Regions from separate parts of the Mus musculus genome. Here region 2 is linked to region 1. A link is a contact called in public Hi-C data. All regions are on one chromosome and are shown on one strand. The core of a region is the stretch at or near the end of the contact, and the rest is flanking DNA. Distances in the headings are between cores, read along the strand shown.

Region 1 (5,684 bases), core at 2,629-5,128:
AGATAGATAGATAGATAGATAGATAGATAGATAGATAGATAGATAAAAGGAAAAAAGGAAGGGAAGGAGGGAGGGGAAGGGAGGGAGGGAGGGAGGGAGGGAGGGAGGGAGGGAGGGAGGGAGGGAGGGAGGGAGGGAGGGAGGGAGGGGTGTTGATAACATTTACCTTCCTGAACTGTTGAAAGATGGCACAGGCCCTATACAAGGCTGCTAAAGTCCAGCTCAGAAGCCCATACCTTAACAAAAGTCATCTCTCCTGCCTCCTCCTGATCCAAGACACCTCTGGCTGCCTCCAAAGGACCAAGCATGACCTCCTCTCCACCACAAGTGCCCTCAAGAGACCTTACCTTAAACACGATGACAGACATATTCACTCCTTAGAGCTTGTGTGGAACTGAGTCTTGAGAAAGGCAGGGATGAAGGAAACTGACCTTACCCTGACCAGCTAAAGCACCTCCAAGTCCCCCGGTAGGAACCACACACATTCCATCTGTGCATACTCACCAGGGTTGGATTCACCTTCACCCTGGCACCTGACCTTCCCATGTGTACTGGCTAGTTTTGTGTCAACTTGACACAGCTGGAGTTATCACAGAGAAAGGAGCTTCAGTTGAGGAAATGCCTCCATGAGATCCAACTGTAAGGCATTTTCTCAACTAGTGATCAAGGGGGAAAGGCCCCTTGTGGGTGGTGCCATCTCTGGGCTGGTAGTCTTGGGTTCTATAAGAGAGCAGGCTGAGCAAGCCAGGAGAGGCAAGCCATTAAAGAATATCCCTCCATGGCCTCTGCATCAGCTCCTGCTTCCTGACCTGTTTGAGTTCCAGTCCTGACTTCCTTGGTGATGAACAGCAGTATGGAGTTGTAAACTGAATAAACCCTTTCCTCCCCAAACTGCTTCTTGGTCATGATGTTTGCGCAGGAATAGAAACCCTGACTAAGACACCATGCATATTGCTTCCCCCATGCTGTGACTTTCTGGGAAGAGAAAAGATGCTACTGGAAAGCCAGAGAGCACACGTGCTCGTCCCTCATCTGAATCAGGACAGGTTGCCCCATCTGGAAGGAGGACCATTCTGCATTGGGGAAAATGGGTAGTGAAAGAGGAGGGGGGAGGGGGGAGGAGTGGATTGAAGGGAGAAATCAAAAAATTGGAGGACAGAAACAAAAGCTTTGGCCTTCTCTTTAATAACCGCACATCAAGCTATAGGTGGTGGCTCACACCTTTATCCCAGCATTCAGGAAGCAGAGGCAGGTGGATCTCTGTGAGCTTGCAACCAGTGTAGTCTACATATTGAGTTCCAGACCAGACCCTGTCAAGAAGAAGAAGAAGAAGAAGAAGAAGAAGAAGAAGAAGAAGAAGAAGAAGAAGAAGAAGAAGAAGAAGAAGAAGAAGAAGAAGAAGAAGAAGAAGAAGAAGAAGAAGAAAAATTTCAAAACCCTGGAACTGTGGTGCTCATTTGTCAGGGTTGAGCAATGCCTCTAGGGACCCAGAGGAATACTCAAGGAACATCCTCCAACTGGGGATGACCTAATCTGGGTGACCAACGGCTTTGAAGTGGTTGAGCCAGGTTAGCTCACTCACTCACTCACTCACTCACTCACTCATACAGGACCAGAGGAACTAGAGAAAGAGTTCAGGCCCTCTGTCACAGCACTCATCTTAAGACAGCTACTCCCTTCCCCTTAGGATTAAGTAGCACCTGCCCTGCAAGACTTACAGATAGATGGGAGTGCCCGGAAGGCCTGAGGAGGGCACATCTTCAGAAGGAAGAGTAGGGAAGGCGGATCCTCCCCGTGAGCCCCCCAACACCCTCTTCAGTATCTCCTCCAGTGTCAAGGGTGTGGGAATTCGGGGCATGCTGAAACCAGGGATTCGAGGAACAGGAACATAGTGCTGGACTGAGACTCCACTGTAGGAGAAAATTTCTCCTACCCATAAGCAAAAGAAACAGAGAGTTGGCTGACTAGAGGATCAAGAGAGTAGGGAACAGGCCAGGGACATGGGGACACACCTTTAATTTCAGCTCTTGGGAAGCAGAGGCAGGCAGACCCCTGTCAGTTTGAGCCAACCTAGTCTACAAAGAGACTTTCAGGACAGCCAGGGCTATGTGGAGAAACACTGGGAAAACCAAAGAGGAGAGAGAGAGAAACTCAGGGTTGACCCTGAGGAAAGAAAGTTAGAGAGAGAAACAGAGGCAGAATTCCAACATCCTTGAGAGGCAGCTACAGAGATGGCTGGGTAGGGCCCTGGGGAATGTCATGAGCTGGAACAATTGAACTTTGCTTAGCTGGCCTAGGGGAACAGTACTTTTCCCACAGTGACCCAATGTCCACACATAAAGTGCACCTACATGGAAGGAAAGAAATGTAGGATACAGGTGAGGGTAAAGACTGGGGTCTGCACATGTTTGGTTTGCCATTGCTTTTAGTTAGCTGATAAAGCAATGGATGCCCTTAAGGCTTTTCCATACATCCCACGATATGACCACCCTATCTCCCATCCTCACGTGAGCCTTTAACCCAGTGCTCATATCATATGTGTGCTGTCTGTGGAATTATATCTGGCCCGTACGGGGCAGGACAGTTCCGATAACATCAGGGACTTAAAGACACATTCAGACCTCAGCGTACCATGTCCCTGTGCCTCTCTTTGCACTTTCATGTCTTGTGTCTTGGAGTGAAGGGGTCCTTGTGTCCTGCTGCCTGTGTATCTCTGGGTATAGGTTTCATGTATCTGTCACTGCCTGTCCCTAATATCCACGATAACGACAATACATTTCTGGTGCCAGTCTGGGGCAGTCTCTTCCCTTGTCTCCCAGATCCCATCTGTGTCTCGGGTCTCAGGAAAGCCTAAAGGGTGTTGGCTTCATTCTGCCCTCAGACAACCTTAGCACCAGAAAAGACCTAGGGAATAACTTGGCTCAAAACTCCTCTTTAGGAACAGAGAAAATATGGTGAATATTATGGGAGAGGGGAGAGGTTTCAATAAGGAAAAAAAGAATACAGGTCATTGGAAGATCTAGATTAGTGCTGTCTGACACCCTGGCCACCAGCCACATATTGTGACAGAGCACTGGGAAAGTGACCTCTCAGAATGAGGTGAGCTGTGAGTCCACACTGGGGGTGGGGAATCATGTTGAGGGAGGGGAAAAGGCCAGCAACTGTGGGTTGAAATTATAGTATTTTGTATATATTCAATTGTTACCAAAATTAATTTTTTTAAGTTTTGAAAATATGACTACCACACCTGGATTTATGAGTATTCCTGCATAGAGTATACATTCACCTAGAGGTCTCCAGGAAAACAAAACAAAACAAAACAAAACAAAACAAAACAAAACAAAAAACATCATTTTGTCTTTGAGCCTTAATTTCCCAAGACATAAAATGGGTACAGTAATGCCTGGCTCTTGTGAATGTTGTAAGAACTAACTGAATATAGGAACGTGCCTTGAAATACTCATAAGGTATTGAATGAGGCACTTGGTGGTGGTAGGAGAGGAAGTGTGGTCACGATGGTGGTGGTGGCGGCATTGTTAATGGCAGCCAGGATATGTCAGTGGGAGCAGTGATGGTGTTATTGCGGATGGTGTTGGTGGTGCTGTGAGTGGTACTGATGGTGGTGGTGGTGGTGGTGATGGTGACAGGGTTATCGGTGATAACAGTGGTAGGATTGAGGTATTGATGATGGCTACAGGACAGGTGTGGGGGGGGGTGTTTTGATGGTGAGTGTGGTCCTTGTGATAGTGATGATGGTGACAGACAAGGCAGTGAAAGTATTGCTGATGGTGGTGGTAGTTGTGGAAGATACAGCAATACAAGTGGTGGCTGAGGTCTCAGTGACTCAGACCCTGGGCAAAAGGGAGAAACAGAAACCATGAAGACTTTCTAACGATCTGACGTTCCAGGAAACACTCACAGGGGCCATCCCTAACAGTGGGCACGGTAGACAGACACCACCCACCATGATTTTACTGCTGGGTTAGAACTGACCGCTGTTCCCAGCCCTGCAGACCCACACCAAACTTTTCAAAAGCTCGTCACCATCTTCTCTCCGTGTGTCCAGACCCCTCCCCTATGACCCACCCACCAGTCCCTAATCATCTCCAAATCCTGCCAACACCTGAGGCTCTTTCCTCCAAGGCAGCAGGAAGCCCGCTGCTGCCCGGAGGCAGCCACTCTTACTCAGACCACAGCACCTCAATCAGGATTTCCCAACTCTGTTTTTGCTCTGCTCATTGCCAGAGACCCAGGGGTCCCCAGAGCTCCAGAAAGTAGAAAAGGGCCCCAAATTTGGCCTGAAGGGACCAGCTCCCTCCTGGGACCATCCCCCAGAGCAATCACTGTTGCAATGGTGGTCTCGTAACCTTCGTTTACAAACCGGGTTAGGCAAGCTGCTTTTGCGTGATGAAGCTATCTTGAGTAAATAGCATCCTATGTCCCCTGCCGGTCACTTGCTCAAGATATAGCTGGACATTGCATTAGAGCCACTGACACACAGAGTTTTGAAAATGAAAACAGGCTCTCTGACTTATGATCAGATAGCGTTTAACTCATTCACGATTGCACCGAGCTTTCCCAAGGCCCCAGGCCACAGAAGGAGTATTGCCACAGTGCAGATAGAAGATGCTGGGCATAGTTAGAATCTCGGATCCCCGAGCCCTGGGACAATGAGGCTTCCAAAGGCAAAGGGGTCAGATGGGGTTTACATTGCCTTGGCCTCGGTAGCCAAATGTGGCCCCCTGGGACTTTCCAGCCTCTTAGATTGACCTGGGGCACAGATCTGACTCCCCAGGGACTGGGAGATTGCATGTCCCTCTTCTGGCTACCTTTCTGGCTGATATGGACTCTGAGTCTAAAGGAAGGGAAATTGTGAATCTTTTCCTTTTTTTTATTTACTATTTGTGTGTGCGTGCGTGTGTGTGTGTGTGTGTGTGTGTGTGTGTGTGTGTGTGTGTGTTTAATGGATGGTTTCTCACTAAACCTGGAGCTTACCAAATCTATTAGAATAGCTAATCAGTGGGCCCAAGTGATCCTTCTATCCCAAACTCCCTGACCCTAGAGTTACATAATGCCACCCCTTCCTTCGTGTTTTTTACCCCTGCTTCTCCCGTCCTCATGATCGCACTGTAAGCACTTTGTCTACTGAGCTGTCTTTCAAGCCCAGCATGGGTAGCATTCCTGGCATCTATTGCCTTGTAACAACCCTGCATCATGCTGGCTGAACTGACAAAGATCTGCTCATTTCTCACAGTTCTGATCATCAAATAAGCTCTCCTGCTGCCCTTGCTTCAACTTGTAAACACATTAGCTTGTGTTTGCCGGCTAGTCAGCTGGAACAGAAGAACAAGATGGTCTCACTCATGAACTTGGTGGGTAGTGCTCAGCTGTGGCTGGGACCTCTTGGTCCTGCCTATAGCCTCTCAGCCTCCACAGTGGTCTCAGGAAGCTGGTCCAAACAGTAAAGACAAAAGAGCCGTGAAGGACTACGAGCCAAGATTCAAGAAGCAAGAAACAGACTCTGGCTCCTGATAGGAGTTGCTGAGAAATCTGTTTTTCAAGCTATTGCAAGGCATGAGAGTCGCAATGACTCCGTGGAAATCTCCCCACCATTAGAAAATACATTAGCTGTATTTTCCAAAGCTAAAGTCTAGACTCACTGGATGACAAAAGGATTTTTTGCT
Region 2 (5,725 bases), core at 227-2,726, 77 kb before region 1:
AGGTACAGTGTGCCATGCAGACTCAACTCCTAGTGGCCTCGAAGAGTCTCAATTTTGTGCTTGATTGTTCTGATGAGCCATGGGGGTGGGAGGGGGTGGGGCAGGGCAGAGGCTGCAAATGAGCTAAAATGTCATAGCTAGAAAGGTAGGAAGAGACATATGGCTACAGAATGAAGTTGGGGGGACGAAGAAATTGAAAGGGGAAAGAAAGAAAAGTGGTAGAAGAGGGGTGGACGAAGAAAAAGAAGGATGGAAAGAGGAAGAAGAGAGGAACAGAGGATAAAACATTGGCTGCATCTGTAAAGGCTGCTGTTTCTGGGAGCCAGAGTTCTCAGAAATTTGATACTCTGATGTGCAGAATGTGCATATGAACGTGTGCAAGCACATGTGTCCTTGCAGATGTGTGAGAACGGAATATAGATGCAATTGCTTGCTGTGCTGTTCTAGTATGTGAGCATGTGTATGTTGACATGATATATGTGTGTGTGTGTGTGTACATGTGTGTGTGTGCATGTGATTGTGGGTGTGCTTTTATGCATGAACATGTTCGTATGCTGTGTTTTATGGGTGCCCATATATGCATGCCTGCATCTGTGCCTAAGCATCCTAGGCTAAGACTTAAAAGGGTTAGAATGGTATCGGGACCGCCATGGAACAGCTTCATGTGACCTTCAGTAAGTCATGTCTCCAGGCTGGCTGTCAGGTTTCTTGCATGTTCTTTATAGAACAATGCTTACCACATAAAGGTCGTTCAGTTAATATTTAGTAAGTACTAAGTACTTTAAGTAACTAAGTACTTTAAAGTAACGCTATCTGCTTAAGGTTAAGGAAATTTTTTAAAATGAAAATTACATGCAATACTACTTTCTTTGTTCATGACACATAATAGAAGCTCAATAATTATTGGATTTGTCCCTTTAGGGCAGTGCTACTAAGAACTTAAAGCAATTCTTGAGTCCATCTCAGGGGTTTCTGGGCTCCCATTAAGGTATCTATTAACCAGACTGCTTTCAATTACTGCCTGCTTTCAGGCAAAATTTGACAACCATACATTTGCAAAAATTAAAAGTACGTTTGAATTTAAACAACTTGAAGATCAGGGAGGTCAGCTTTGCTTTCGGCAACTTGGGATTGGGGGGGTGGGGGGGCGGGTTGTGAAGGGCAGGAAGTTTGCTAGTGACCTGAGGTCCTGACCTCCTGTCTGGGTGTCACACATGTAGTTCACAATCATACACGGTAGGAATTGTTATCAGCACGCAGTGGAAGTGGCTAGGGCCCAGAGAGATTGAGTAAGCCATCCACGGCCACAATGCTCACCACAGGCCCGCAGAGCTAATTCCAAACCCATCAAATGGTATTCAAAGCTGGGAAGGTAAAAAGCCCACTTTACTTGGGCAGGCAGAGCGAGGGCTAAGGCCACAAACATCTCAAAATCAAGTCAGCCGCAGTTGAGTATTGCCAGATGGAGCCAGGGCCGTGTGGCAATCAGAAAACTAGTCAGGTGGCACTGGGACAGTGCCTCTGAGGTATTTCACAAACATGGGGAACAAACACATTTGGTGTCGCAATCCTGGCCACCCGGAGCTGCCGCGTTGGCTTTTTTTTTTTTTTTTTTTTTTAGAACGGCCAGTGGATACGGAGTTTGAAAGGCTGATAGCACCACTGGCGAGCACAGACCAGAGGCCCATCTTTGAGCCTGTAGAGCCCTGGAGAAAGAACACAGCCCTTTCTGACAGCCCAGTCCCCTCCCAGCCACAGCCAGAGAAAACGGAGGTAGCCAAGAGTTACACTTCAAACCCCTCAGTGAGTCACTTCAGCTCTTCCATTTGTCATCTTTTCCCATTGCGTCGCTCCACAGAATTATGACCCGGGCTCGCGGCCTTCTGACTAGACCCCAGGCATGCCTGTTCCTCGCTGCAGCCACCTCCACGTCCAGGAATCACCATCTCCTCCCCTCTGATGAGCCATCCATCCTGTAATCCTCCAAACAAAAGCTAATGAAGCCTGCATCTCCTCGGAATTTCACAATGCCCTCTGGGGTGATTAGTCTCCCTGGTACCAAGTGCTCCGTAAACTCGGAGCCCAACTGCAATCACATTCCACTTATTTTCCTAATTAATCTCCCCAAGCACCTGCCTGCATGGACGCAGTAAGCTCAGAATGCACTGCGGAGAGGTTTCCTCACTACCCAGCAAATTATTCCGAAGCCCTGTGGAAAGCCAAATAAAAGCCAAACCGAGTCCCCCGCCATCCCCCCCCACCCCACCCCCACCCCCGCCATCCCCTAACACCCCCCCCCTTGAAGGCACCAGGCCAGAAGGGACTGGTGTGTGACTAGATTTACAGCTGCCATGAGTTTTCTCTACCACTCTGTCATGAATTCTCACTGACATCGAGCATCACTGTTGACACAGCATAGTTTCTTTGATGCAGGGCTCCAAAGTCAAATTCCTGACTGCAGCCAGTGCCCACCCCCACCCCCACCCCCATTGAGCCCTGAAAGAGCTAGTCTTCCGGATTCTTTTTCTCAGCTTTTCCCAGGATCCAAGAGGATGTCAGGAGCTCTGAGACTGGATCAATTTTCACTGCTCACAGATGGTTTTCCTCCTGTCCTCGGACCACGGTGGGGAGCATCTCTGTGGAATTTCTAGATAAGAACACACTGTGATTTCCAGTGGAGAAGGGGAGCATTGGTTTCACACCTACCCTTCTCGGGATGCTAACTGAATTGTGGTACACCCAGTAGGCAACCCTTAGACTGAAAAGACTAAGTGTGCACATCACGTCTGTAGCGAGGACCTCCTAAAAGAGTGCCTGCAGCGCTTGTAGTGAACTTCAAGGCTAGGAAACTGCTTGGAGGCAGAGCCAGAGGAAAGCAACCCTGACTGGGGGAGCCTACTATCTGCTTTAACACCAGTGCTCCTGGCTAATCCCAACAATGGTGAGAGTGAGCCTACTGCACTCTGCTAAGGAACCGAAGCTCTGAGCTCTGACCTCCGAACTTCAGAAGGAGACACGACTCCATGATAGTGACCAAAGTCTCTCTCCAGCCCCAAGAGTCACCACTACAAGTGAAGTCAAACTAAAGAATCGTCTAAGCTCCTTATAGGGGCAAAAGAGTCACAAAGGGCATCTGCAAGCTTGGTGAGAGGAGGTGCCCTGGTCACACTAGTAAACAGTGAGACAGACGCTAGCTCTACTCTGTGTCTAGACCTGGTACAGACCAGAGGCACAAACTCTGAGCTCACAGTGAGGACCAATCCAGTGTGAAAATAGAAAAATCTACAAAAATGGTAGAGAGAGAGTGGGAAGAAAGTGCTCGGTTTTCACCGGAAGCAGCTTGGGAAGTCTTCCTAGAAGAAAGCAGCTTTTTAACTGGGTCTTTGAATTTGAATGTGCCTACTAATTGCTTCAACCTGCTCACTATAGTTGCCCCTTGCTATACACCAGGCGCCACGTAAACTCTTCTGGTTAATATTACCTCATTTAATTGCTCAATATGTAGGCAGACACTGCTGCTATTTCCAGGATACAGATGAGAGCTGAACTAACATCATGACAGCCAGTAGCTGTTGGAGTGAGGCTCCAATCTCATTGGGATCCGATGCTCATCTGTCTAAAGAGAGATGAACTGGAGACAAAGAACAAGGTGCACTCTTCCCCGGTGTTCATGTGGGAGCAGGGAGTGAAGCCACAAATCAGGGAAGGAGGACAAAGCCTATATCACCACTTGACAGAGAGTCTCTCCGCCCGCAGCAAATAACAAACTGGAAGCAACTTTAGACATTTGTTGCTTTCAGAAGAGCAGCTAAAGGGAGAAACAACTGAGGTGTTTGCTCCATCGTTCCTCCAGTGCAAATATGACAAGGGGAGAAATGAGCAAAGAACCCATTTTCCCAGAAACAATAGCCACCATTTGCATAAAGAATGTGCTAGCCTCTAGGTAGCACAGGCCCATTTGAGTGTTCTAATAAGGGCTGCTGAAAACTTAAGCTACTGGCCACATGTGAATCACACATCCAGTGTTAAAACAATATTTTAAAAAGGACAGATGCCTCGTTCCTTTTAAACACATCAAATTTGTATGACTCTATAGACACTGAATATTATTTTCTCTCCTTAACAGAAAATCAGAGCAATTAGCTGTTTTTCAAAGAAGAATATGGTTAGAAAGCGACACGGCTGAAGCACAAGGGTGCAAACTGTGGTGGTCTGACTCTAACGTGATGCAGCTTGCCACTATCTCTTCTCTTGCATAAAGTAGACATTGTTGTCCACATAAGCCAAACAAAGGGATGGCGGTCCAGGAAGACTCTGTGAATCATCCCATAATTTAGGTGGAAAATCTGCATATTTTTTGCACAATAATCATCTCCTCAATCATGGGGCAACAGCACCCCTGGTCCTGCCACCCACTGGTGGTGCTCCCTACACTGGTCATCTCAACTCTCTACTGCTTTGCGGCATCACCTGGAGGACAAAGCAAGAGGTTAAGCAATGGCCTGGTCAAAACCAGGACATAACCACAGCTTTAGCATTGGCACCCTGTGGTTTCCACTACCTGGGAAGTAAACCCATCTTGCTGGTAGGCAAACCACAACCAAACCTCAGCAGCTATCCTCATGCAAATGAGGATACTCTGAGGATCCTGCTGGCATCTTTGTGGTAGTCTCTCCTCTAGTCACCAACAGCCTGTCCGGTCTCTGTGCACATATCTGGCACATATCTGTTCCTTACCTCACAAGCGGGGGGGGGGGGGGGGGGACGGGGACTCTTTTTTCTCTCCCTTTGAATCTTAAGACCTACTTGGCCCAAATAAACTTTGCAGAAACAGTGTTCTAGAATGACTGAGCTGGCTCCAGGAGGTTGGGCAGCTCTCTCCCCATCTTAGAATCCATCCCTCAAGCTGTGGAGAAGCTTGGATTTCACTATAATGATGGGAGGGTATCTGGGGAGACTGAGTCTGGAGATAACCAGACATCTTGGCTATGTCCACCCCAGGTAACCTCTAGCTGAGGACAGCTAACCAACTAGCTGTGACTACCACACACACAGAAAAAAAAACGTTTGGAAGAACACTAGATCTTGTTTGAAGCTGCTATATTTTAAGTGATTTGTTATTCAGTCTTAAAAAAGAAAAACAGTATGAAAGATTTTTTTTTCAGTATGAAAGATTTCTCGGTTGCTTACCAGTGTCAGTGTGCAGTGGATCACAGTACCTGGGTGTGCTCACACCTTCATGACTGATGGGCAATTTCTGACCTAAGGGCAAGGGGCAGTAGTGTGGCTTCATTCATTGAGTGTGAGTGCCTTTCTGTGACAGGAATATGCTGGAGCCAAGGATCTTGTAATTTAAAAGTGATCAATGCCTGTAAGAAACCATGTTTGGGAAGAAAGGTCCAATCCTAGCAGAGAGAGAAAGAGAGAAGATGGAGACTTTTTATCCACTTTGTGTAGTGAAGATTTTCATTCTAATCACACAGAAGTACAGAAGAATTAACAAGAGCTCCAGAAACTATGTGTTACTGTGGTCCAAGCAACAGCTTTTCTCTTTTTTTCCAAGAAAAGCAGCAAGGCTTCTTAACTGTTGAGCATTTGCGTGCTTACATGTACATGCCCATATGCACATGTGCAGCATATGTGCACGTGATGACAACCTTAGATGTTATTCTTCATATACTAGATACCTCTTGTCTGTTATACTCTTTAAGTTACATTTTTTTGT

The links. Hi-C and Micro-C count contacts between places; a contact is called where the count stands out from the background.
Region 2: a Hi-C map of neutrophils shows a contact between it and region 1, with 4 times the contacts expected there. The contact joins two enhancer-like sites. A contact is called at or near these places in 1 of 15 datasets of contacts at CTCF or cohesin (CD8 T cells), 5 of 484 Hi-C or Micro-C datasets (CD8 T cells, Th1 cells, brown adipocytes and 2 more), 5 of 115 datasets of contacts at active chromatin or transcription factors (CD8 T cells, bone marrow-derived macrophages, hepatocytes and 2 more) and 1 of 9 other capture datasets (embryonic stem cells).

The regions. Positions count from the first base shown.
Region 1 is chr15:59,705,990-59,711,673 of GRCm38.p6, reverse strand. No RefSeq gene overlaps it. Among named protein-coding and RNA genes, the nearest start is that of Trib1, 60 kb to the right of the region's middle. Within about 2 kb of position 3,878, at least 25 of the 459 cell types and tissues checked have an H3K27ac peak or open chromatin away from gene starts, as enhancers often do. A contact at or near this core is called in brown adipocytes and neutrophils, where this site is marked.
Region 2 is chr15:59,780,247-59,785,971 of GRCm38.p6, reverse strand. No RefSeq gene overlaps it. Among named protein-coding and RNA genes, the nearest start is that of Gm19510, 12 kb to the left of the region's middle. Within about 2 kb of position 1,476, at least 156 of the 459 cell types and tissues checked have an H3K27ac peak or open chromatin away from gene starts, as enhancers often do. A contact at or near this core is called in brown adipocytes and neutrophils, where this site is marked.